2 separate regions of the Mus musculus genome follow, and region 2 is linked to region 1. A link is a contact called in public promoter capture Hi-C data. All regions are on one chromosome and are shown on one strand. The core of a region is the stretch at or near the end of the contact, and the rest is flanking DNA. Distances in the headings are between cores, read along the strand shown.

Region 1 (5,716 bases), core at 192-2,691:
CAATCTCCACCTTGGAACTCTTGTGGAACCTCTGGGGTACCTGCATCATACAGGGCACTAAGTTTAGGCCACAGTTCCAGATGGCTGATCTGGGAAGCTTGCAATCAAACCATAAGATCCTTGTCAGCCTGAAAAGTCACTCTGGTGGGGATCAAGAGCCAGGGTCAAGGGAGTGGGTGTCCCATGCAGGATCTCAACAGGGGTCAGGTTAAAATGGTAGGGGGTGTTCAGGGCCAAGGGGAGGGGCACCAACCAGTCAAAGCCAGTCTCCAAGGTCAACTTAGCCAAGGTCTCTTGTAGGGGTTCTGTTTATTTTCTCTATCTGCTTTGAGCTCTGGGGACAGTACACACAATGGGGATTCCTATTAGTCCCCAATATCTCTGCCAATCCCTGACTTACCTTAAGAGACAAAAGCAGAACCATCGATTGTCCAATCTAATTACCTTGGGCACTCTGAACCTCTGGAAAATTTTCTTCTAATATCTTCTTAGCTACCACGGTAGCTGTTTCCTGCTTGGTGGGGAATGTTTCAACCCATCCAGGGAAAACTACACCTGATGGGTGTTCCCAGACTGGTATAGGTTTCTTTACAATGAGGGTCATCAGATCATACAATTGATGCATGATACATCTTTGTAATCTAGTCTTAAGACATGGCAGTTATGTAAATCTCAAGAAATGTAATTTCTTGGGTCTATTTTTATGACTAGTTACACATTACAATAAATAAGCTAAGCTACATGAGACTCCTTGCTAATTGCCAAACTACCAGTACAGAATGACCACAAATTCTTCACAAGAAATTTCCATAAAGCTTAGTTTCAATAGTCCCCAACAACTTATTATGTGTGTTAAGATGAACTAGAGGAGAAAATCCTGAAGGTTTTAAACAGTGATAAGCAAGCAAAAATATTAATTACTCTAATAGATTTGTATAGACTGTAAACCTACAGATTTTTAAAACCTTAGCTGTGTCATGTAATGTTTTCTTGGAAGTTGTCTTGTGAGAAGGTCATATGATGTTTTTCTGGAAGCTGTCTTGAGAAAGGTCATGTGATATTTTGCTGAAAACAGATACTTGAGAGGGTGGTGGGTGGTGGTGATATTCAGAAAGAATATAAGTAGAACCCTGAAGATAGTGAAAGGAAAAGCATCATGTACCCTCCCCCAAGACAGCGTCCAGAAAAACATCATGTGACACCACTGAGTTTTTTTTTTTTTTTAATGAAACCAGAAACTTTCACTTCAATTCTGTGCTTTGTAAATGTGTATAATTGTTTAAATTTTTCAGATAACAAAGATTGGGCCTGACAGGATCTTTTTACTTCTGCTTTCCATCGGCTCAGTATGTGGTTAGGAGTAGGGATCTACATGTCACTTCTTGCCTAGTGTTATGGTTGAAGTGACCTCTCAGTTGTGGGACACTGCTGCCATCAGGTGGTGATAGTCACTTAATGACTTCTGATGTGAAGAAACAAATCCTTTATCAGATTCCAGAGACTACCAGTCAGAGGTGTGCACAAAAAACATGAAGGCTCAGCATGGTGGCACACACCTTTAACCCCAGTGCTTAAGAGTTCAGAGGCAAGTAGATTTCTGAGTTCAAGGCCAGCCTGGTCTACATAGTGAGTTCCAGGACAGCCAGGACTACATAGTGAGACTCTGCCACAAACAAACAAAAAGAAAGAAAAAAATATGGAGAAGCAAAATACAATACCAGAATTTCTACTTCCTTTCATTTTTATAAAAAAAAGGTCAAGTAATTGTACTAATATTGAATATATCAGTTGTGTTCAGAATTCTTCATCCTGAATGAATTCTAAGTTTCCGCTCAGTATCACCTTCTCAGGGAAACGTTGAAGCCTCATGCTGTTATCAAGCTTAGAGGCCACAGCCTGTACCCCAAACCAGGTTCAGTTATCGGTCCTCAGTGGGCCAATTAAATGAGTCAAATTAATAGCGGAAGTCAGTAAGAGAAGATTTATTAAATATGGCCATATTGGAAAGATAGACGAGACTCTGTAATTCTATGTCTTAGGGTAACTATTGGTGTGCTAAAAACACAATGATCAAAGCAACTTGGAGAGGAAAGGGTTTATTTGACTTACGCTTCTATATAACTGTTCATCATTGAAGGAAGTCAGGACAAGAACTCAATCAGGGCAGGAACTTGGAGGCAGGAGCTGATGCAGCAGCCATGGAGTCATGCTGCTTACTGGTTTGCTTTCCCTAGCTTGCTCAGCCTGCTTTTTTTGGTTTGTTTGTTATAGAACTGGACCCTCCAACATTGTCTTAGTTAGGGTTTTACTGCTGTGAACAGACACCATGACCATGGCAAGTCTTATAAAAAGCAACATTTAATTGGAGCTGCTTACAGGTTCAGAGGTTCAGTCCATTATTATCATGGAGCATGGCAGCATCCAGGCAGGCATGGCACAGGCAGAGCTGAGAGTTCTATGTCTTCATCCAAAGGCTGCTAGTGGAAGACTGACTTCCAGGCAACTAGGGTGAAGATCTCATACCCACACCGAGAATGACACACCCATTCCAACCAGGTCACACCCATTCCAACAAGGCCACACCTCCAGATGGTGCCACTCCCTGGTCCAAGGATATACAAACCATCACAAACATCAATCACTAGTTAGGAAAATGTTCTACACACTTGCCAGAAACTTGAGCTTATGGAAGCATTTCCTCAGTTGAGGCTCCTTCCTCTCCCATGACTCTGCATTGTGTCAGGTTGACTTAAAACTAACCAGCACACCCCCTAAATCTTTGGGGTCCTGAAATGAGATTAAAGTTAAAATAATGAACCAGGGATATACAAATCAAGGTATGGTTCTGTCTACTTCAAATATAATAATGTGGCCTCATCTCATGCCTACAAATAATTCTCCCCAGAAATAGCATTGCTCTCCACACGTAGGGGACAGTTTTATATTTCTGGAATCCTATTCTGGTTAAGGTGGAGGGAATGGGCAGATTTGCATGAACAACTTTGTCATTTGGTAGGTAGGATTTGGGGATACTAAAAAATAATAGAGCAGTTTCACAGTACAAAACTGTTCCCCAGTCTAAGTAGTTATTCTAGTGCCCTTTTCATATTTGTGAAAATTAAAGATCTGGCTTTAATCATAACTTTTTGCTGAGTGTTAATAAAATATTTTCATAGTTTTACTAAATGTTGAATTCTGGAAATCTAACCATTGTGAATACATAGGAAAAAATAACTCATGGTTCAGGATTGTGCTTAGTTCACATTAATCTGGAAAGTCATTATTCTGGGCAAGGGTAGTAGTGATTATTTATAATATACACCAATGTTATTAGCCCTCAAGAGGGTGAGACTGGAGATAAGAGATTTTGAGGACAGCCTGGGTTTCAAAAATGCCCAAACTAGAAACAGCAGCAGCAGCAACAACAAAATAATTTCCCTGAAGGAAACTCTGTCATGGCAGGGAGAGCATGAAGCAGCAGCTGGTCAGACACATGTGCAGTCAGAGAGAGAGAGAGAGAGAGAGAGAGAGAGAGAGAGAGAGAGAGAGAGAGAGAGAGAAACACTGGTGCTTAGTTTTCTCTTTGTTTCTTTTCATTCATTTCAAGAATCCACTGGATGTTGTTGCCTACAGGGTTGATATTCTCTCCTCTTTTAAACTTCTCTGGAAATACCCTCACAGTCACACCCCATGATGCTTTCCTCAAGGTGATTTCAAGTATATTTAAGTTGACAATGAAGATTAATCACAGTGTGTTTGTCTCTCTCAATCTAAATAAAATGAAAATAAAGAATTTTGATAAGACATTTTATAATACTGACTTAAACAGCTTCTCACTGCCTGAGGCATATACATTCCAAAAATAGGACATTGTTTTTAATTTTCCATAAATAGAAGACCCCCTGAGTAATTTTCTTAAAACCAAAGAAACCCAAGGTCAGTTCAAATTATTCCTTCTAACAACTATTCGTGTATCCCTTTTATTCCCATGCCTTCAGTCTTCAAATATCTAGGATAGTATTCTCAAAATCAATGAAAATAACCTTTACAAGAACAACTCTTGGGCTGGCGAGATGGCTCAGCGGGTAAGAGCGCCCGATTGCTCTTCCGAAGGTCCAGAGTTCAGGTCCCAGCGACCACATGGTGGCTCACAACCATCCGTAACAAGATCTGACTCCCTCTTCTGGTGTGTCTGAAGACAGCTACAGTGTACTTACATATAATAACAAATAAATCTTAAAAAAAAAAAAAAAAAAAAAAAAAAAAAAAAAAAAAAAAAAGAACAACTCTTAGGTCTGGAGAGTTATTTCAACAGTAAGAACACTGGGTATTCTTCTTGAAGAAGTTCAGTTCCCAGTATCATGTTGGGTAGCTCAAAACTGCCTATAACGCTAGCTTTAGGGAGATCTAACATCCTTTTATGGCACCCTAATGCAGGGTACCAGGTGTGCAAGTAATTCACAGACATACATGCAGGCCAACACCCATACACATAAAATAAAATTTAATTAAAAAGAAAGAAAGAAAGAGAGAGAGAGCGCGCGCAATTATTATTGCCACATCTTTGGTTTCCTCAGTAAATGCATGGCCTTGCATAAACCAGGCTCTTGATAATCTAAGTGGCAATTTCATGACTGCTCAGTGACCAAGCCAGCACAGTCAGTCAACAGGGTCTCAAGGGAGAGAATAAGAATTGAAAATAAAAAGACAATTAGACAACATTATAACATGAGTCCAGTCAGTGCTGAGGCTGAAGCAGGTTTATTTTTCTCCTGTCCACTTTTATACCATTCTAAGTACATGCAAAGGATAAAGGAACAAACAAGGCAATAAACAAAGCCCCTTAGTACTCAGGAACTTATCAAGATGATAAGATCTTGATCCTACTTCTTTGTCCTAACCAAATGTCAAATTCCTGCCTGAGCCTATTTCCATATCCTGGCCCAATGTCAAATTCCTGCCAAATTTCTAGAAGCAGGCCCAAGAGCTCTCCACAGCTCAGACTAATTAAGATTCATTTCCTAGTCTGTGATTCCCCAAAGGATTTACTTATTTGAATAAAATCTGATTATTGATAATTGTGATGTGTGCAACACTCACTTTTTTCCTTTTCAAATGGAGGATAACCCACTATGAATGGTTGCTTGAGTATAAAACTGAATATATGTGAAATCTCTTAAGCCTAAACCTGGCATATATGTTGTATATTCTCTTACTTTCTTCTTAAGATTTTCTACTGTTTAGTCAAAAGATGGCAGCAGTGGCTACAGTATTTATTTGGACATTATTTGCTAGTAGCTCCCTCTCAGAGACTACTGCTTTCTGCTTTTCTAGTGGAGCAGAGTTTGTTCCTGGCACCTATGTCAAGCAGATCACAGTTGCCTGTAGCTTCAGGTTAAGAGGATCTGGCTTCTGAGGCCATGGTATATATTTGGTATGCATTCACATAAATGTACAAACACATGCATAAATCTTAAAAAAACTAAAAAGAGGAGTAGATGGCAAGAAATAATTGAACTTTAGGCTGAAATGAATAAAAATAATACAAAGAATTAATGAAATGAACAGTTGGTACTTTGAGCAAAACAGTAAGATTAATAAACCCTTAGCCAAATTAATTAAAAGATGGAGAGAGAAGACCAAACTAATAATATTAGAAATGAAAAGGAGCATATCACAACTGGGACACATAAGAAATCCAGAGAATAACAAGGAC
Region 2 (5,497 bases), core at 2,606-5,105, 34 kb after region 1:
AAAACTTAAAAACATTTTTCTCAGATCAAGAGAATCAAGGCTGACCATTGGACAGATTCAAAGAGAACAATAGATAGTAGCCTGATTTGTTTTTAAAGAAAGAATAATGTTATGTTATATTGTGTACTGAAGTGGTCTATAAATTCTTTTGTTGTTGTTATTTTTTTCATTAAAAATATGATAGTTTTATTATAGAAGAAAAATTAATGAGATAGGAGATTGTTTTTTGAGTAAATACATGCAGATGAGAACTTTGAATTGTTGGTTGTAGTAGTACATGTCCATAATTACTGCTTCAGTGTGGGCTGTATAGTGAGTGAGTTCCAGGCCAACTTGAGCAAGATGCCACTTCAAAAAACAAAACAAAATAACCAACCAAACAAACAAAAACAGAAAAAGTAGGGGCTAGAAAGATTGCTCAGTAGTTAAGAACATTTGTTGTTTTTGTAGAGGACCTGGGTTTGGTTTCTAGTACCTATGTAGCTCACAATCATCCCAAACTCCAGTTCTAGGGTACTCAGCACTCTCTTATGACATCTGCTGTCATTGGGTATACATGCAGTGTACATGCATACATGCAGGCAGAGCACTCATACACATGAAAAATGTTTAAAAACAAACCAAATTTACATATGGAGATATAGAAATCCAATTGTGACACGAAAGTGCCTTTTTGTTTGTTTTGTTTTTGTTTTTAAATGAAAACTGCTGAGAAAGACCTGGCACAGAAACAGAACCTGATAGAAGAATTTTGGAAATGTGTGGGAACATACAAGAACTTCTTGGTAGGCATTGGTGGCACACACCTGAAATTCTAGCACTCAGGAGGAAGAGGCAGGTGGATCTCTGAGTTTGAGGTCAGCTTGGTCTACACAGAAAGTTCAAGGATAGCTAGGAATACACAGAGAAAACTTGTCTTAAAAAACAAACAAACAAACAAAAAAACAGAAAAACAAAACAAAAAGGAGAAAAAAAAAGAACTTTTTTTTTTTGTTTTGTCTTGTTTTGTTTTTGTTTTTTAAATCTGCTTTGTGGCCAGAACAGCAGTCTTAAGGGCATCCAAAATGTGTGGAAACACAGCTAGATGCTCTTTGACAAAATCACAGTGATGATTATGAGATTATGTTGAAATTCTTTTGACAAGTGCCACCCAGTCAGGAAGAATTTGAGGAGTAGAATAGATGAAGGAGTGGTTCAAAAAGCACATGGAAAGAGACTTTGCCTGAGACAGGAACAAAGCACTATTTACTGTGAGCCTGGATCTGAGTCGCTGGAACAGTTTTCCCTTCCATGATACCATAGCTGAGCATGTCCATTGCTCTCAAGGGGGATATGGTGAGCCTGCTATCCAACTAAAAAGTATGCAAGTAGGGTGATGCGGACTGCAAAATAGGCCCAAATCCTCCTAATGCCTTTTGGTTAGGAGGTGACTTATTCAAAGTGACCATCAAATACATATAGGATGTACAGTCAGGAGGATTCTGGCAGATGAATTGTGACCTACCACAGAGTGCACCCGAGTCTAAAGAAGAGTCAAAAGAGGATGGTGATAACTGACTTGGAGACTCAGGACTGAGGTCTACCCATTTTCGGTCTCTTCCCTGAACCATACAGGACTGCTTCCACCCCTCTCTAGGGAACAGTTATGTACTTTGTTGCATATGAAGACAAGACAGGGTGATGGGAAATGACTGATTCTATAAAGAATATTTTTTTCATAGAATGTGTTCCTGCAGACAGAAAGAGAAGAAAAACAATTTTTGATGAGATTTACAGACAAAATAAACAAGATAGAGAATTGCAATTTCTTATGTATAACTTTATCATACTGTACCCCATAAACATGTACAATTATTATATGTCGATAAAAAAGAAAAATAAAACAAAAAGTTACATTGAGTCCTTGGAGAATATAGTACCTTTCTAGTAGGGAAGTGCCAAGGATGTGTCTATGGCTAAGAAATAACCCAGCAGGGGCTGGCGGGATGGCTCAGTGGTTAAAGAGCGCCGACTGCTCTTCTGAAGGTCCTGAGTTCAAATCCCAGCAACCACATGGTGGCTCACAACCATCCGTAATGAAATCTGATGGCCTCTTCTGGAGTATCTGAGGATAGCTACAGTGTACTTACATATAAATAAAAAAAAAAAAAAAAAAAGAAAAGAAATAACCCAGCAATCACAGAGAAACTGTTAGCCACTGATTTTGGAGATGCAATCCTTTTTCAACACCTATAAGTGGGAGATAGTGGTTTCTATATCAGGGTTGTCATGATGTATCTAACATGCTTTGAAGAATGCATGACTCACTATCTCAAGAACTTTGCTCTTATTTAAAGGGTGCATTTTTTTTTTTTTTGCTTAGTAGAATATCATAAATACCTTCTAAGAGAAATTGCAGACTCATTTCCTTTACTGAAGAATCCATGTAGTAAGGCCTATATAGAACTATCTGGAAGAAATACAGTGCCCGATATTTCAACCTTCCTAATGCTGTGACCCTTTAATTCAGTACCTCACATTGTGGTGACCCCCAACCATTAAATTATTTTTGTTGCTACTTGATAACTGCATTTTTTCTACTGTTATGACTTGTAATGTAAATGTCTGATATGAGACCTTTGTGAAAGGATTGTTCAAGCCCTGAAGGGGTTTCTACCCACAGGTTGAGAACCACTGGCCTAGAGACTTACTGAGCACCTGCAGATGTTATACAACAATTTCCTCCCAGATAGAACAGTTCATCTTAACAGAATTTCAATATACAGGATGTTCTAAAGAGAAGTAAAACATTCCATCCTTCTAGGAAGCTCTTAAACCCAGGAAGTAAACAACTCAAAGGCTTCCGTAAATTCATGAAACTAATGAGATTCACTCCTTCCCCAAGGATATATAATCAGGAAAGCAGGCCGAGAGTTGGGACAGACATGCTTAGCTACCTAGGAGAGACACAAATCACCAGAGCTATGTGAAACAGACAGTCTCCAACCTACTGAGCTGCTTTCAAGTTGTGTAGTATGGTTCAGGTTTTCCAGTGTCTATGATCTGTCACCCCTGGGGTGGGCTTTTGGTGATGTAGATATTTTTGAGTCATTTCTGTTTCTGTAAATAACCCCTCACTTATATTCCTTTAAATATTATTTCAATAAAACCCGTTGGTTCATCAAGTTGGACTGTGGTGGTAGCCTTACTGGGGTGAATAGATATTTGTTCACATCTCTCCAGTAATTACGTTATGCAGTAAGGTAGTATGATGAACTAAGTGCACAGAGGCTTAGGTTGGGGGACAGCAAAGTTCTCTGGTAGAGTGTTAGGTGGACTAGACCAAATTAGACAGAGTCTGAGAAAGGAGGAAGGACTCCCAAGGTACATCTATCAAGCTTTGGAAAAGCAGCATTCTTGAAAGCACTAGCTCTGTTTGTTTTCTGTGGGCTCACTGCACTCCAGTAGGCTTCGAATTCCCACCTCAGAAAACTTAGCCCGTTGGAGGCCTTCTTAGTGTTCTGATCTTTCAGACACCAATCACCCTTTCCAACACCCTTGCCCTTTCTTCAGCTGCCCTGGCTTCCTCAGTCTAGCATCTCTTCTCAGATGCAGTCCTCTTCCATCCCCCAGCCTCCTTAGCCTCCACTTCTCTTTAAGACACCCATTTTCCTCAGCCTTCATTCCGCCTCAGCGCGGTTCCCCCTCCTCAGCCCTCCGTAGTCTCCCATCATTCCTCAGCTAGTTCTGGGTCCCTCTGCCCTCATCCCTCTTCAGCAGTCGGCTGTGCTGCGCTGCGAGGCTCGGTGGGGTTTTGGATTTGCTCCTCCCCTTCCCTACCTCCCTGCATTCTGAGTGGCTGAGAGGAAGAGGACCAGTTGGAGTCCGCATCTGTGTGCACTGGCTGCCGCAGGGCCCAGCAAGCAGGTGGAGCTCAGCCTCCCACGGAGCATTGGGCGGTGGACCGCAGTGACGCGGCCTGAGACATGGCGGCCACGCGCCTCTGAGGCCGCAGAACCGGAGTCTCTTGCTGCGCGAGTTGCCCCTTGGCCATGCAGCTTGGCTGCTGACTGCCCCGGCGCGTGGCCCGGAGGATCCCGGCTGCGGTCATCACCTTGCAGTCTCCATGCTGCAGGGTATATTCCTCCCATATTCCATGTATTCCTCCTCAGTGCTTCCGGCCGTGTAGCCGCAGCTGCCGGCCGGGCCTCAGGGCGCTCTACCTATTATTCATCAGGCACTTTTCTTTTCCATTTTTATTTTCATTCCTATTTGCTTCTCCTTTTCCCTTCTGCTTTGCGTCTATCTCCGCCACCCCGCTATGGCCGCAGAGGAGGCGCTGAAGACGGTAGACCAATATAAGACTGAAATAGAGAGACTGACCAAGGAGCTCACAGAAACGACCCATGAGAAGATCCAGGCTGCAGAGTATGGGCTGGTGGTGCTGGAGGAGAAACTGACTCTCAAGCAACAGTATGACGAGCTGGAGGCCGAGTATGACGGCCTCAAACAAGAGCTGGAGCAGCTCAGAGAGGTGAGCAACCCGTCTCCTATTTCCCTCTCCAGGTTTGGCATTTCTCAGTGCCAGTCATCACTGTAAAGAAGTCAGAAGGGATATGGCCAGAAGGACTTCATCTTAGAGCCCTTTGTTGATAAGAGAATATTGAAAGAGTCCATTGTTTTCACCAATAGAAAAATTACCCAAGAAATGAATGCATAAGCTGGAATGGGAAGCTCTTTATTATGTGGGGGAGGGAGAGTCACAAGAAGTCTTCAGGCATCCGTGCTGGCAGGTAACATTGAATTGGGTTGAAATGCATAAATCAAACTTCTCAAACTGCTGTTATTTCAAACCCAGATATCAATGACCATAATCCATCCAATTGATGAGGTTTGTGCCTGAGGACCTACAATTTCAGGATGGTAGAATTTGGTACTTCAGTCGTCTGCTGAGTAATTGCTCCTTGGTGAAATAGGAACTAGTTATTAGGACTCACCAGTCCCGTTTGACGTTGGCTTTAGTCCTTGTCATGGGGCTGTAGGAGCAAAACAACTTTGCTGGGTGGTTTTGCTGCCCTTAATTTCACCTCTGTGCAAGGCTGGGCTATGCTTATGTCTTATAGAAGGCACCCTGAGACTGAGGAAAATCAAAATCATCTCCATATGGTGAGACATGAGAAAGAAATGTAAAATATATGGATATCTATGCCTTGCCTATCAAATATGGCCCTTCAGGTTGAAATTACTGTATTTATAAAATCAGAATATCACCAATGTTCTGTGAATAACATTTCCCCCCCTATTTTTATATTTCCTTCTTCTAAGGGTAATGTACTGAAATGTCCAACCAAATATTCATAAGGATTATACATACTATTTAAGACACTGGAAATAGCAAGCAGTCGTGTATAAATGTTAGTATACATAAACACAGATTTTCTGTGTGACAAGTCTTTATTTTTAGGTGCATACTAACATTTTAAATGTTAGGCATATCATACATAAATAGAAATACTTT

The links. Promoter capture Hi-C pulls out the DNA fragments that hold promoters and counts their contacts.
Region 2: a contact with region 1 is called in a promoter capture Hi-C map of macrophages, with 7 read pairs. The contact joins the promoter of Bicd1 here to the enhancer-like site in region 1. A contact is called at or near these places in 4 of 39 promoter capture datasets (the HPC-7 cell line, embryonic stem cells, macrophages and 1 more) and 4 of 115 datasets of contacts at active chromatin or transcription factors (effector CD8 T cells, embryonic stem cells and memory CD8 T cells).

What each region holds. Positions count from the first base shown.
Region 1 is chr6:149,373,935-149,379,650 of GRCm38.p6, forward strand. No RefSeq gene overlaps it. Among named protein-coding and RNA genes, the nearest start is that of Gm38930, 24 kb to the left of the region's middle. Within about 2 kb of position 1,442, at least 115 of the 459 cell types and tissues checked have an H3K27ac peak or open chromatin away from gene starts, as enhancers often do. A contact at or near this core is called in the HPC-7 cell line, effector CD8 T cells, embryonic stem cells and 3 more, where this site is marked.
Region 2 is chr6:149,405,129-149,410,625 of GRCm38.p6, forward strand. Bicd1 (BICD cargo adaptor 1) reads left to right here and starts at 3,856. Exons shown (of 9, transcript NM_009753.4): 1 at 3,856-4,513. The coding sequence starts at 4,301. It also overlaps the pseudogene Gm15783.